Regions from separate parts of the Hordeum vulgare genome. Here region 1 is linked to region 2. The links are chromatin contacts, called in public Hi-C maps. All regions are on one chromosome and are shown on one strand. The core of a region is the stretch at or near the end of the contact, and the rest is flanking DNA. Distances in the headings are between cores, read along the strand shown. Region 1 holds the start of LOC123452890. Region 2 holds the start of LOC123399924 (E3 ubiquitin-protein ligase UPL1-like).

What was found. Hi-C and Micro-C count contacts between places; a contact is called where the count stands out from the background.
Region 1: a contact with region 2 is called in a Hi-C map of leaf, with 4 times the contacts expected there. The contact joins the promoter of LOC123452890 here to the promoter of LOC123399924 in region 2. A contact is called at or near these places in 4 of 6 Hi-C or Micro-C datasets (leaf and an unstated tissue).

What each region holds. Positions count from the first base shown.
Region 1 is chr5H:208,429,325-208,437,031 of MorexV3_pseudomolecules_assembly, forward strand. LOC123452890 reads left to right here and starts at 4,488. Exons shown (of 2, transcript XM_045129620.1): 1 at 4,488-4,771. The coding sequence starts at 4,524.
Region 2 is chr5H:207,436,031-207,443,408 of MorexV3_pseudomolecules_assembly, forward strand. It overlaps LOC123399924 (E3 ubiquitin-protein ligase UPL1-like), which reads right to left and starts at 2,261. Exons shown (of 17, transcript XM_045094309.1): 1 at 2,069-2,261; 2 at 1,812-1,953; 3 at 1-40. The coding sequence starts at 1,922.

The DNA.
Region 1 (7,707 bases), core at 3,238-5,737, 1.0 Mb after region 2:
ACATAACGATGGGCACGGCTTTCCGAAAGATTTAACCCTGCACGGGTGCTCTAACTAGTCCATCACAAACTACCACACGCTACGAAGGAATGACCTCGATCAGGGGAAACCCGTGATCTCCCCGGGTTCCTATTGGAAAACCTCAACATGGAGATAGCCCAAAGTATCCTCGGAATCCCTCGCACAAGGCGCTCGATAAAGGTAAAACAAGTCCAGCAAGGCCGCCCAACGTGTCCACGATCCCGACAGAAGCTGCATATCTCGTTCTCAGGACACGACGGATGAGAAATACGTACGGTGGCCGGATAGACATCCCCCGAGTTGCCCCGGGTGGCCCCGCAAGTGGCTCTGTTTGGGACCAACACCAACAACACTGCCCCCTGTATTATGTTGAATTACTCCTTGGGTTCATGACGCCCTATGTTTTCAGTATTAACAAAATTATTATGTTGGGAAAATATAGTACCAATGTTGGGCCTTGCCAGACGAGCTTTATCCTAAAACCAGAATCAGGGGGTCCCCATAACAACCCCAAGCATGTTAGGAGCACTCATTTATGAACATAACACCGGTAGGCGAAACTAAGGTGACAAAGGTGGAACAAAACACCAGGCTAGAAGACCGAGCCTTCCACCTTTTACCAAATATATAGGTGCATTAATTTAAATAGCATTAATACGGTGGTATAACAAGGAACCCGTGTTTTCACATGGAATCAACTACACCTGCAACTAGCAACACCATCCAATGGTTAAGCAAGCAGTAACATAACAAGAGAAACGAGACAATTAGCATGACATTGATAGTAATGGTATATAGAGAAATGTTCATCTTGCCTGTGATCCTGATTGGAAGAAGAACGACTCCGTGAAGTAGACGAACCGACATGGTCGAACGGATCCTCACATTCCGACACGCTTGCGGAACTCTATCGAAGCGAAGCAAACTGCAAACAAGAATCAACACACGATATTCACCACGGCACATGCATGACATGATGCACAACACATATGATGCACGATCGGTTTAAATTATGCAAGGCATGACATGACAATTCACATCACGCAAACACTACACATTAAGTGAAGCTCAATATGCAACGAGTTGCATATTGACAAAACATCACATACAAATTATGTAGTTCACTCCCGTTTAGGTACTCGACAATATTAAATGTTGTTAAACATGGCAAGGGGTGAAGCATAAATAGACTACCTATTTAGGCATTTTAAATGAGGTCAGAAACGTCATATAGCATCTCCGAACTAACCCCATGTGTTAACTTCAGAATCTGTCCAGATTTGACCTAATCACATTTTATGTTTGTTAAAAGTGGTTTATGTGATTCTGCTCGTCGTTCTAGTCCATTTACATATATGGCTCATCTCCAGCGGAGCTACAATTAATTAACTACGAACTAAACCGTTTTTAACACGTTGTCACACAAACTAATGCAAACAGCACGACTAACAGCTTTAAACATGCATGAGAGTTGGAAAATATTAATCTACGCGAAATTCTACACGTTTTACATATATAATTTATCGCGATCCGACGCACGGTTTGAAAACTACGGGCGTTTGAAAATAAACATTTTTTCTAAAAATACTAAATTCGCAAAACGTAAAAAAATACTAAACGGGCTGGTTGGCTGGCTCGGGCTCCGGAAGGGCGGGCCAGATCCGAGCCTGAGTGGGCCTGGCGGCTGGGAGGAGAGAGGAAGTGGAAGAGAGTCGCGGTCACGGATTTCGAGGAGGAATTAGGGTTTGCTGAATCAGGCAAGGATGGCTATCTATTTAAAGAGAGGGGGCTAGGGTTAGCAGATTTCGTCCGAATTTGGACCGCAGGATCGTGATCGGACGACTCCGGTAGTGGGTAGTGGCTAGGTTAGGGCTTAGTGGCCATGTAGAGGGGTTTGTGGGCTAAGAAGAGAGAGAAATTGTGGTCCGTAACACGCATTTTAAAACAACGAAAACATCCGGCAATTAAACCGGCTATAGTGCCGCTATATATTTAACGGTACAGGTATCAAACGTGCTTCGATTGTGACGAAATTTGGCACACGACCTACCTACATTATAACAAGACCGCACGCCAAGTTTCAACCCAATCTCAGAAAGTTCCATACACACTTTTAAAAACAAATATTTTACGATGACGCGGGCGCGTGCGTGTGTGGTTGGTCTCGAAACGGTCAACGACGAAACACAGAGAGAACCGACAACTAAAAACGGATGCAAGTTTTGAAAACTGGCGGCAACGTAGTGCCGATGCAATGGAGATGATGCGAATGATGCGATGATGGATGCGACAGACAATCTAATCGCACGACGACAATGGAATAAGAGGGAAATCTTCTCGAACGTCGGTCTCGGGCTGTCACACCTCTTGCCCGACATAGATCTCCCTCTTCCAGTCTTCCCTGTCCCTTTCTCTTTGATTACCAACTCTCGGGGAGGCGTGATCCCCGATTCCAAACGCCAATCCCTTATCGGAGATGAACACAACAACACACGAAAGGCTATCGGCGACATGTCGAAAATGCTCGAACCGGCGCCCCCGTGCAAGAACCATGGCGACTAGGGGACTGCAACGGTGACATGAGGACAACTACAAACGGCGGTGCCAATACTACAACCATGGACGTAAAAATCTACATCTATTAGATAAAAAAACTTCAATCACACTTCAGAACACATGAAAAGTTACAACCGTTCTAACAAAAGCTTCATCCCGCAGATGAAAAAGCTTCAACCACATATAGAAAAATCTTTAACGAGCGACTACAAAAGCTTCAAGCAATTTTTGGAACATATGAAATGTTGCAATAGTTTTTTTGAAAGGCTTCATCCAACAGATGAAAAAGCTTCAATTAGAGTTTTTAAGAAAGCTTCAACTAGTTTTCGAAACACATGAAATGTTGTAACCGTTTAAAAAAAACTTCAACCGAGAGATGAAAAAGCTTCAACGAGAGTTTTTGAGAAAGTTTCAACCAAAATGTTTTGCAACCAATGCCGTCATTTTTGTTGAAACCGAGAGTGTCATTTGCTACAACCGTGACTCAATTTTGTTGCGAGCGAACATGCCGAGCTACAACCGGCGACTACGACGACAAGACGTTTTTATTGCAACTGTATTTATTTTTTGCTATTACCAGCAACTTGTTTTGCTGCATTGTTTGTTCTTTTTCTTTAAAAACGAACTAACCACATGACACGCTCTAGTCGGGATGAGATGGTTGTGGTTGGTTTCTGCGAGCTCCGTCGACATCGACGGGCACGGGGACGAGGGCGGCTATGAAAGCAGTGACGAGCACGACGAAGATGACGCGATGCTTCGAGCGGCGGGGGCGGCAGGCGGCGACAGGAAACGGGGACGACCGACGTTGTGCGGGCAAGAAAAAAAAGGCGGCTGCTACAAAGAAAAATCAGTCGGCTTCAGAACCGTCTGATCAGGCCCCTCCTCTCATGCGAATCTCCCTCTGAACATCATAGCCTTGCATCAGCCACAACACTAGAGCTCATCTTCCAAAGCATAGCTTCCCCGTCGCCGTCGAGATCCATGGGGTCACCACACCAATAACACTGCACTGCAGCTCTCGTCCTCCGATGAGGTCCACCAGTTGCCGCACCATATATTGCACTGCAGCTCCGCCGTGCCACCAATGAAGTCAGTCGCAGCAGCATGAACGCTACAATGCAACTCCCCCTCCTCGTCGGCAAGGTCCATCGGCAGCACCACGCGTTGCACTCCAGCTCCGTCGTGCCGTCGCTGAGATGGTCGCATCACCGTGAACGCTGCACTTCAGCTTCCCTGTCGGTGAGGTTCGCCGGTCGCAACACCTTGTGTTGCACTGCAGCTCCCCTAGCGCGGCTCGCTCCGGTGAGGTTTGCCGGTCGCAGCACCTTGTGTTGCACTGCAGCTCCCCCTGGCGCGGCTCGTTCCGGTGAGGTTCGCCGGTCGTAGCACCTTGTGTTGCACTGCAGCTCCCTCTGGCGCGGCCCGCTCCGGTGAGGTTCGCCGGTCGCAGCACCTTGTGTTGCACTGCAGCTCCCTCTGGCGCGGCCCGCTCCGGTGAGGTTCGCCGGTCGCAGCACCTTGTGTTGCACTGCAGCTTCCCCCTGACGCGGCCCGCTCTGCAGAACCAAGCGATTCTTCGTTTGCAACCCCGACGACAGTTGTTGGGGAGTTGCAGGTTCATCACTGGAGTGTTGCACGCCTCCTGCGGCTGCCTGGACGAGGGCCATGACGAAGGTTAGAGAGGGATGTAGAGAAGAAAAAGATGGAAAATGGGGATCTCGCTCGTGTGTTGGTAGAAATGAGTGGCTCTGGTTGCTGCGCTCAAGATAAGGTAGATGGTGGGTGGATGGGCCCATATGGACGTGCGGCGTGACACGATCGATGACGCGTGGCGCGAGCGCGACCCGGCTGATTTAGAACGTTTTTCAAAAAAAAAAAGGTAAGGCAAACTGTTTTTTTAACGAAGATGCAACGATCCACGCGGTCAAGATCCAACAATTGTGATGCGACCGGCGCAAATTAGCACTCGCCAATCGCCATCCCTCCTTCGCCTCGTCCCAAACCCACCTGACCGTCGAAGACCCCCGCATAAACGTCACCTCGAAGGTTGTCTTCCCCTTCCCCGGTGTCACGAGAGCGCCTTCTCGCCAAAGCAGTCCCGTTACCTCCAACTCCAAGTGAAGAAACTCAGGCTTCCTCGCCTCCATCTCTACCTGGTTGGCGTGCCATCTGGACCCGATTCGTTTCGTCGGTAAGGAGACCCTAGCTTGCATAGATCCCACTTCGTCTTGATCTTTCCTTTGCAGTGAAGTGTTATCAAATCAAAACGTGTGCCTCATCTACGACATCCGATCCGACTTGACCCCATCCGATCGAGGCGGGAAGAATCCACCCATGCTTTTCTTTTGGTATTAACCCTGACCTCGTACTTCTAGGAGTTTCTTTTCGCAATATTAGAATCGGCGGGTTCAGCTGAACCAGCATGCCCTGCTTCAAGTCTGCCTCTTACCTTGGGCCTCTGATTATGTTGGTCTCGGGGATTCTTACTCCGATGTTGGTTGCCTTTTGTGTTCGTGAAGTTTGTTATTAGGAGACACAGGTTATTTCACTGTAGGAGATTTAGGAAGTTAACCCTATTATATGCGTTTATGCTTGTCATAATTGTTACTTCTCCTGTGTTTGGACATTTATGGTCATCAAGTATTTGATCTGGCCAAAACTCCAGCTTTCTAGGATATGGATTCCTGGAAATTCGTGCTATGATTTCGGAATTTTATCTAGTAAAGTTATGGGAAATAATCGACTTGGAACTCAATTTGTAGGTGCTTGTTCAGGGCATGTACAATGAAGCAGCATCCTGGTGCTGCCCCAGCCCACCCACATCAGCGCACATCAGCGCATGGAACTGAGACCACTGTTCAGCTTCACATATATCCAACGCGTGTATGTCCATATGACGTGAGCCGTTGCCCTTTTTCCCTGTTACAACATATGTGGATTGTACTGTGCTTTTCCATCAGTTCAGACTTTTTGTTGCGTTGATTAGTGGATGAAGCTTAACATGGTATCGGAGCCAAGGTCTCGAGTTCAAGTCCTGATTTTTGCAATTTATTTAAAAAATTGCTGGTAGCCTCCTTTGTGTCCACGTAGAGGCTTCTTGAGTCATACATGAGTTGCGCGCACCGTTGCTCTCTTTCGGTTGCACGTGTTGAATTGTCTTTTCCGTCACACGTGAGAGGGGGTATTATAGTATATGTGAATTGTACTGGCCCTTTTCATCAGTTCGGATTTTTGGTTGCGTTGGCTAATGTATGAAGCTTAACATTTCCATTCTTTACATTTTCCTATCTATTCCTCTTATCCTATCTTTTTCTTTCCTTTTTCTTCTGTCTCACATTTTTCATGGAGAGACCGCCTCCTGCAAAGGAGCCTCTCTTTTTCTTCTCTCTCACATTTTTCATGGAGAGACCGCCTCCTGCAAAGGAGCCTCTCTTTTTCTTCTCTCACATTTTTCATGGAGAGACCGCCTCCTGCAGAGGAGCCTCTGACAACTTGGGAGCATTAGTTTGAATCGTCACGGGGGCTTCTGTAGGATCGAAAGTATGTCTAGAAGGGGGGGTGATTAGACTACTTCACAAGATTTTTTTTTTTGCATTTTCCCAATTTTACTTGAGAGGCAGCTACGACAGTTATAACAGATAAAGTACACCCTACACATGCAGTTCTAGTAGTATTGCAGTGGAAAGTAAAACATGCAAGTGTAAAGTAAAGGAGTGAGGTAGGGAGATCAAACGCATGAGGTTGACACGACGATTTTTGGCATGGTTTCGATAGGTGGCGCTATCGTACGTCCATGTTAGTGGAGACTTCAACCCACGGAGGGTAACGGTTGCGAGAGTCCACACAGGGCTCCACCCACAAGGGGTCCACAAAGAAGCGGCCTTTTCTATTCCACCACGGTTTACGTCTACACAGGACTAGCCTCACGCACGGTAGATCTTTACGAAGTAGGCGATCTTCTTGCCCTTACAAACATCTTGGTTCAACTCCACAACACACAGTAGGAGGCTCCCAAGCGACACCTAACCAATCTAGGAGGGACCACCCTCCAAAAGGTAATAGATGTCGTTGATCAATGAACTCCTTGCTCTTGTGCTTCTAAAGATAGTCTCCTCAACACAAATTACTCTATCACAGAATATGCATGGGTAGGAGAGGTTGATTTGGTGAAAAGCAGTTTGGGGAGGCTAGAGATCAAGTTTCAAATGATTGAATTGTAATATCTTGGTCTCAACACATGAGTAGGTGGTTCTCTCTCAGAAAATGGATCTGTAAATGAAGTGTGTGTTCTGAGTGCTTCTCTCATGAATGAGAGGTGGGTGAAGGGGTATATATAGGCAGCAGCCAAAATCCAACCGTTAGGCACAAAAGTGCAAACTCGGTGACACCGAACTGGACAACTCGGTGGTACCGACTAGTACTAAAGATGTGAACTTTTTGAATCTCGGTGAGACCGATATATGAAACTCGGTGGCACCGAAAAGGTGAGTAACGGTCAGATGACCAAACTCGGTGGCACCGATACTCAAACTCGATGGCACCGAAAAGGTGACGAACGGTCAGATGACCGAACTCGGTGGCACCGATACTCAAACTCGGAAATTCCGATTTTGTGTATTTTGGCAACAGAATGTTGGTAACATTGAACTCGGTAGCACCGATGCAGTTTCGGTTGCACTGATATGGTGGGAATGGCTAGGGTTCTGTCTGAGGTTCAAACTCGGTGGGTCCGAAGTGGCAATGTTGGTTACACCGAATTTGTGTATGTGGAACTTGACAGAGTAAATATGTGGGAAGAATGACTGAGTGTTTTGGATGCTAACTTTGAGCATTTGTGCAATCAGTTCATTTTACTACCTCACCCCCTTTTAATAGTATTGACTTTCCTATGGACTCAAAAGTGATTTCTCACAAATGTAAAATGAAGAGTTTTGTAGCTTGAAACTTGAGTGAATATTATGTATCCAGGGGTATCTTCACATAAACCTTAAGCCATAACATCTTTTAAACTTTTCTAAAATATACTTGAAAAACATATTAGTCTAATAATGCATATGTTGTGATCAATTATCAAAACCATCCTAGGGAGCAATTGTGCTTTCAATCTCTCCATTTTTGGTAATTGAT
Region 2 (7,378 bases), core at 1,011-3,510:
TATTGATTACACGATCAATAAATGCTTTGACTTTTGCTGGCTGCAATAATAGAACATGATATATAACCAATTTATAACAGGTATTCCCATGATACAAGACAAATGAATTATGTATATAAGCACAGAGGTAAACATATCCCAAAAAATCACACATTCAAAAAAGTATTCAAGAAACAAGCATACTTACTACAATGGCACGCAAAGAACACCTTCCTATCATAACCTAACCACTTAATCCTGAAAATGTGAGGCAACTATCCAACCTTTCCCAGAGTATGATATCCACAAACTAAACATTTTTGTTCTATTCTAATAGTATAAGAGCACAGTTGACCATTGCTAGCTACAAGGTGAACAGGCCATTGAAGTCCATCGAAATACTCCATTTTGCAACAAGTGGCCATCAGATATTAAAGCATAGTATTGAACCTCGGACATTAGAGCACAGGTTACCTCATAATCTAATTCAAGCAAGGTACCTAGTATTTATAGCATCTGAAATTCTGGCTACACCCTAAAAATATATGAACTTTTTAGATTTGAAATGAAGTACTGATACCAAAAATTACAGGGCACTAATGTAGCTGCAAAATCAAGATATGTCTTCTAATCAACTGCCCAATCTAGAACAACAACAACAACAACAACAAAGCCTTTAGTCACAGACAAGTTGGGGTAGGCTAGAGGTGAAACCCGTAAGATCTCGCGACCAACTCATGGTTCTGGCACATGGATAGCAAGCTTCCACGCACCCCTGTCCATGGCTAATTCTTTGGTGATGCTCCAATCATTTTAAAGCCATTATTATTATAACCTAAACTACCTCCGAAACACATGTGTAACCTCCATGAGTCAGAAGTCATTATTATTATTATTACATTTGAAATAAATGTGTAACCTCGACTGAAATGCTGATAACATGTACAGAGAACCAAATATTATAAAAGCAAGTCAATAAATGGACTACTAGTATTAAGACATCAATACAGATGCTGCTATCTAATGTCTTATTACAATGAAGCTAGTTAATAATAGCATTAACACATATCAGGTGTACAAAACACAAGCACAAATAGCCACCTTACACAATAGTGCTATAGCGCTACAATCAGCAAAAACAGGATGAGAAACTCCACGTGAACAATAATACAACCTCCACTAGTATTGTCCTTTAACAGGCACATAAGACAAAACCATAACACAAAATCCTGAAAGCCGGAGGGCATCCAGTTACCCATAAATTCTGGAGAAGGAACAACTACATGCATGAGCACAAACAGCATGGAAAACGAACCCTTCTACGTAGAACTCATAAGCTGGGAACAAATGCATCCATCGAAACTAGTTTGGTACTTCTCACCATGGTATGAACCACATGCAGGGAGGTGAAGCCACAGTCAGAATAAGATACCATGGGCACATGGTATGAACATTTAAATCCAGTATTGCACTTACAGAGGTGCATGTAGCGGTAAAAGAATAGCACCACAACAGTGCAAGGATAAACATAGGATCCTTCAGTGGCAAAACGCTATAACTTTTACTAAGATCAGCCAATCACAAACACTTGAACATGAGATCGCCTTAAAGACTAAGTAGTAACCGCAGCACCACTTCCCACGCTTTACACCTATCCCTGAGAGGGGCTCATCCACCGGAACACTGCCACCACAGCAACGCCGGCTTCAAATCAAAACCCTAGCCTAAGACCTAGCGAGGATTCAGCCAGACTAAGCGTGTTTGCACCTACAACCACCCCGATCAAAACCCTAAAATAAATAAAGAACGCGAACAGGAAAAAGGAGACTCACCGGCTCGGACTCGACTTTGATCGCCGGCGACACGGCGCGGCTGCCAGACAGGATCTGCTGCAGCCGCAGTGGGAAACTGGCCCTGTGCGCTGCCATCGCCGCCGCTGCCATCTCCGATAGGGATTTCTCACTTGTGCCTCACCTTCGCAACAAACACGCCGCCAAAACAATCAGCGCAACGAAAAAAATACCCTAAATATTTCTCGAAAACCCTAGGCCCGATCGCGGTAGCAGGGGCCGGGGACGGAGTTGGGTACCTTCAGGGTTTTCGACCGACGAGGAGAGCACATCGGCCGCAGAAGAGGAGGCCGCGGGGGGTGGGAAGGGAGGCGGCTAGGCGGGATTCGGAGATGGCTAAGGGAGGAGAGAGGAAGAGAAGAGGAGTTGAGGTGTTTGGGTATGATGAAGAGAAGGGAGAAAACCTGGGGAAGCGGTGCTTTTGTGAAGGGCGACGAGGAGGACGAGAGAAGAGGAGGCGCAATGTTGGTCACGGGCGCGGCGCGTGACAAGGCTCTGTTTGTCTAGGTTTTCCAGCAGTGCATAGCCACGACTTTTCCTTTCTTTTTCCTTTTTCGAGAAATCCCTTACTTTTCTTTTTTCTTATCGCAAAACTCCTAGTATTTTTCACGTGGATATGTACCATGCCCTTGTAAGACTCCTTATTACTCCTTTCTGTATCTAAATAATTATAGTTCTCCTCAATTATAATTATGTTTATTTTTTTCTTAACTACAATCATTTAGATACAGAAGAAGTGGTAAAAAGGCACGTACTCCCTCCGTTCCAAAATAAGTGTCTCAACTTTGTACTAACTTGGTACAAAGTTATACTAAGCTTGAGACAATTATTTTGGGACGGAGGGAGTACATTGCAACGGGACACACAAATGAATAAATGTGCTTCAAACGACAAGTCGATGGAGTTTTACAACGCTGGGAACAATGCCGACAATAAGGGGTTGATCACTGGTGGCTTCAAGAAAAACTTCACCATTGAGCTCAAGAGTAATTTGGTGGTTTGCTCAGACAGGATCAGTGGCGGAGCCACCTCCCGGCGACCCTGGGCAGCTGCCCGGGCTCTTCCGAAATACTTCCACTAGCTAATAGTAAGAATTGGTAATTAATCACTAGTTTTTGTGGGCATATGCTCATAAAGCACACCCCCTTTGTACTTTGCCCAGGCTCCATTGATGGCCTAGCTCCGCCACTGGACAGGATATGTCATGCATGTGAGTGTCACGGTGATGTTGTCCTCCTCCGCTGTGCGGTGTGCCCCATATGCACCCATGGTAGTACACTTTCATCATAAATTGCGGAATTAAATGGAAGAGTAATAAGAATCAATCGATGATTGAATGGTTAGAGAGGCGGTGATAACTCCGACTCATCAGAGATTAAACTCCATATTTCACTGTTGGTGACTCATTAATGTCGTTTTTCAATAGGGTGTGACGTTCGTGTCAATAGCTAGGCGTTGATCGCCATCGCCAATCTCTGCAACTTTGACCCGATCCTCGATAGGCGTTGTGTGGGTGCATGTGTGTAACGCCCAAGATGTGATCATATCCTCAATTTGGCACGAGGGCCTCGTCAGGGATAGAAGCGCATCTCGTCGTTTCGCAAGAATGGATATCGTTACAAGTACATATACTGAAAAGAAGAGATATAAAGAATTGACTTACACTCGACACTAGCTACATCAGAGTCACATCAGTACAATACATAAACATCATGAAGAAGAGCAGGGTCCGACTACGGACGAAAACAAACGAGAAAAGAAGGACGACGTCCATCCTTGCTATCCCAGGCTGTCGGCATGGAACCCATCCTAGATCGATGAAGAAGAAGAAGAAGCAACTCCAAATGAACAATCAACGTGCTCGCGTCAAGTAATCTTTACCCGTACCTGCAACTGGTGTTGTAGTAATCCGTGAGCCACAGGGGACTCAGCAATCTCATTTCCAAAGGTATGAAGACTAGCAAAGCTTAATGGGTGAGATATGGTTAAGTGGTGAGGTTGTAGCAAGCGACTAAGCATAATATGAGGTGGCTAACTTACGAGTACAAGAATAAAGAGGGGGATGATCTACGCATAACAAGAATAAAGAGGGGGATGATCTACGCATAACGGACGTGAACTAATGATGATCAAATGAATGATCCCAAACACCTACCTACGTCAGACATAACCCCACCGTGTCCTCGATCGGAGAAAGGAACTCATGAAAGAGACAGTCACGGTTACGCACTCAGTTGACATATTTTAGTTAAGTTAACTTCAAGTTGTCTATAACAAGTGTTAAACAAAGTTTCCACGTTGCCACATAACCGCGGGCATGGCTTTTTGAAAGATTTAACCCTGAAGTGGTGCTCCAACTAATCCATCACAAATTACCACAAGCCGCATAGAAATCCCCGATCACGAAGCTCGCGATCTCGTCGGACTCCTTAGTGGAAAACCTCAACTCTGAGATTACCCAAAGCATCACCGGAATCCCGATGCACAAGACATTCGTCAAAGGTAAAACTAATCCAGCAAGGCCGCTCGACGTGTCGACGATCCCGATAGGAGCCACGTATCTCGTTCTCAGGACACGACGGATGAGCGACGCGTACGGTGGCCTGGTAGAAATCACCCAAGTTTCCCTGGGTTGGGCACGCACAGTGCTCTATTTTGGACCAGCACCATCAGAACTGGCCCTCCCTGTATTATGTAGAATTACTCCTCGGGTAGCGCTAACTCCCTATGCATTTCAGTATTAACAGAATTATTATGTTGGGAAAATGCAGTACCAATGTTGGGCCTTGCCAGACCAGCTTTAATCTAAAACGAATTATCAAGGGGGTCCCCATAACAACCCCGATCGTGTTAGGAGCGCTCAATTATGGAACATAACACCGGTAGCCGAAACTAAGGGGGCAAAGGTGGAACAAAACAATAGGCTAGAAAGGCCGAGCCTTCCACCTTTTACCAAGTATATAGGTGCATTAAATTAAATAGCAATTAATAGGGTGATATAACAAGGAACCCATGTTATCACATGTAAGCAACTTCACCTGCAACTAGCAACGCTAACACATGGTTAAGCAAGCAGTAACATAGCCAATCAGAGGTTTGCTAGGTTGTGAACAGGTTGAAGGTTTTCATGGCAATGTTGGTAGGCTGATATTTAACAGGTGGTAGGCAACGAGACATAACGATAGAAACGGTAAAACTAGCATGGCAATGATAGTAATGGTATCTGGGGAAATGGTCATCTTGCCTGAGATCCCGCTGAGAAGAAGAATGACTCCGTGAAGCAGACGAACCGACGTAGTCGAACGGGTCCTCACTTTCCGACACGCTTTCGGAACTCTATCGAGACGAAGGAAACCGGAAACAAGAATCAACACACGATACTCACCACACGATGCACATCACATATGATGCATGAACAAAAGAATATATGCAAGACACGGCATGTCAATTCACAACAATCAAACACTACACATTAAGTGAAGTTCAATATGCAACGAGTTGCATATTGACGAAACTCCACATACGAGTTATTTAGTTCTATCCCGATTAGGTACACGGCAATATTAAATGTGCAACTCGTTGTATATTGAACTAAATAACTCGTTGTATATTAAATGTGCAACTGGCAACCACATTTAATATTGTCGTGTACCTAATCGGGATAGAACTAAATAACTCGTATGTGGAGTTTTGTCAATATGCAACTCGTTGCATATTGAACTTCACTTAATGCGTAGTGTTTGATTGTTGTGAATTGACATGTTGTGTCTTGCATATATTCTTTTGTTCATGCATCATATGTGATGTGCATCGTGTGGTGAATATCGTGTGTTGATTCTTGTTTCTGGTTTCCTTCGTCTCGATAGAGTTCCGCAAGCGTGTCGGAAAGTGAGGACCCGTTCGACTACGTCGGTTCGCCTGCTTCACGGAGTCATTCTTCTTCTCAACGGGATCTCAGGCAAGATGACCATTTCCCCAGATACCATTGCTATCATTGCCATGCTAGTTTTACCGTTTCTATCGTTATGCCTCGTTGCCTACCACCTGTTAAATATCAGCCTCCCAACATTGCCATGAAAACCTTCAACCTGTTCACAACCTAGCAAACCTCTGATTGGCTATGTTACCGCTTGCTTAACCATGTGTTAGCGTTGCTAGTTGCAGGTGCAGTTGCTTCCATGTGATAACATGGGTTCCTTGTTATATCACCCTATTAATTGCTATTTAATTTAATGCACCAATATACTTGGTAAAAGGTGGAAGGCTCGGCCTTTCTAGCCTGGTGTTTTGTTCCACCTTTGCCCCCTTAGTTTCGGATACCGGTGTTATGTTCCATAATTGAGCGCTCCTAACACGATCGGAGTTGTTATGGGGACCCCCTTGATAATTCGTTTTAGATTAAAGCTGGTCTGGCAAGGCCCAACATTGGTACTACATTTGCCCAACATAATAATTCTGTTAATACTGAAATGCATAGGGAGTTAGCGCTACCCGAGGAGTAATTCTACATAATACAGGGAGGGCCAGTGCTGATGGTGCTGGTCCAAAACAGACCACCGTGCGGGGCCAACCCAGGGAAACTTGGGTGATTTCTATCAGGCCACCGTACGCGTCGCTCATCCGTCGTGTCCTGAGAACGAGATACGCGGCTCCTATCGGGATCGTTGACACGTCGGGCGGCCTTGCTGGATTAGTTTTACCTTTGCCTAATGTCTTGTGCATCGGGATTCCGGTGATGCTTTGGGTAATCTCAGAGTTGAGGTTTTCCACTAAGGTGTCCGACGAGATCGCGAGCTTCGTGATCGGGGATTTCTATGCGGCTTGTGGTAATTTGTGATGGATTAGTTGGAGCACCCCTGTAGGGTTAAATCTTTCGAAAAGCCATGCCCGCGGTTATGTGGCAACATGGAAACTTTGTTTAACACTTGTTATAGACAACTTGAAGTTAACTTAATTAAAATATGTCAACTAAGTGTGTAACCATGATTGTCTCATTCGTGAGTTCCTTCTCCGATTGAGGACACAGTGGGGTTATGTCTGACGTAGGTAGGTGTTTGGCATCATTCATTTGATCATCAGTAGTTCACGTCCGTTATGCGTAGATCATCCCCCTCTTTATTCTTGTACTCGTAAGTTAGCCACCTCATATTATGCTTAGTCGCTTGCTGCAGCCTCACCACTTAACCATATCTCACCCATTAAGCTTTGCTAGTCTTGATACCTTTGGAAATGAGATTGCTGAGTCCCCTGTGGCTCACAGATTACTACAACACCTGTTGCAGGTACGGGTAAAGATTACTTGACGCGAGCACGTTGATTGTTCATTTGGAGTTGCTTCTTCTTCTTCTTCTTCATCGATCTAGGATGGGTTCCAGGCTGGCAGCCTGGATAGCAAGGATGGACGTCGTTCTTCTTTTCTCGTTTGTTTTCGTCTGTAGTCGGACCCTGCTCTTCTTCATGATGTTTATGTATTGTAGTGATGTGACTCTCATGTATCTTGTGGCGAGTGTAAGCCAATTCTTTATATCTCTTCTTTTCAGTACATGTAC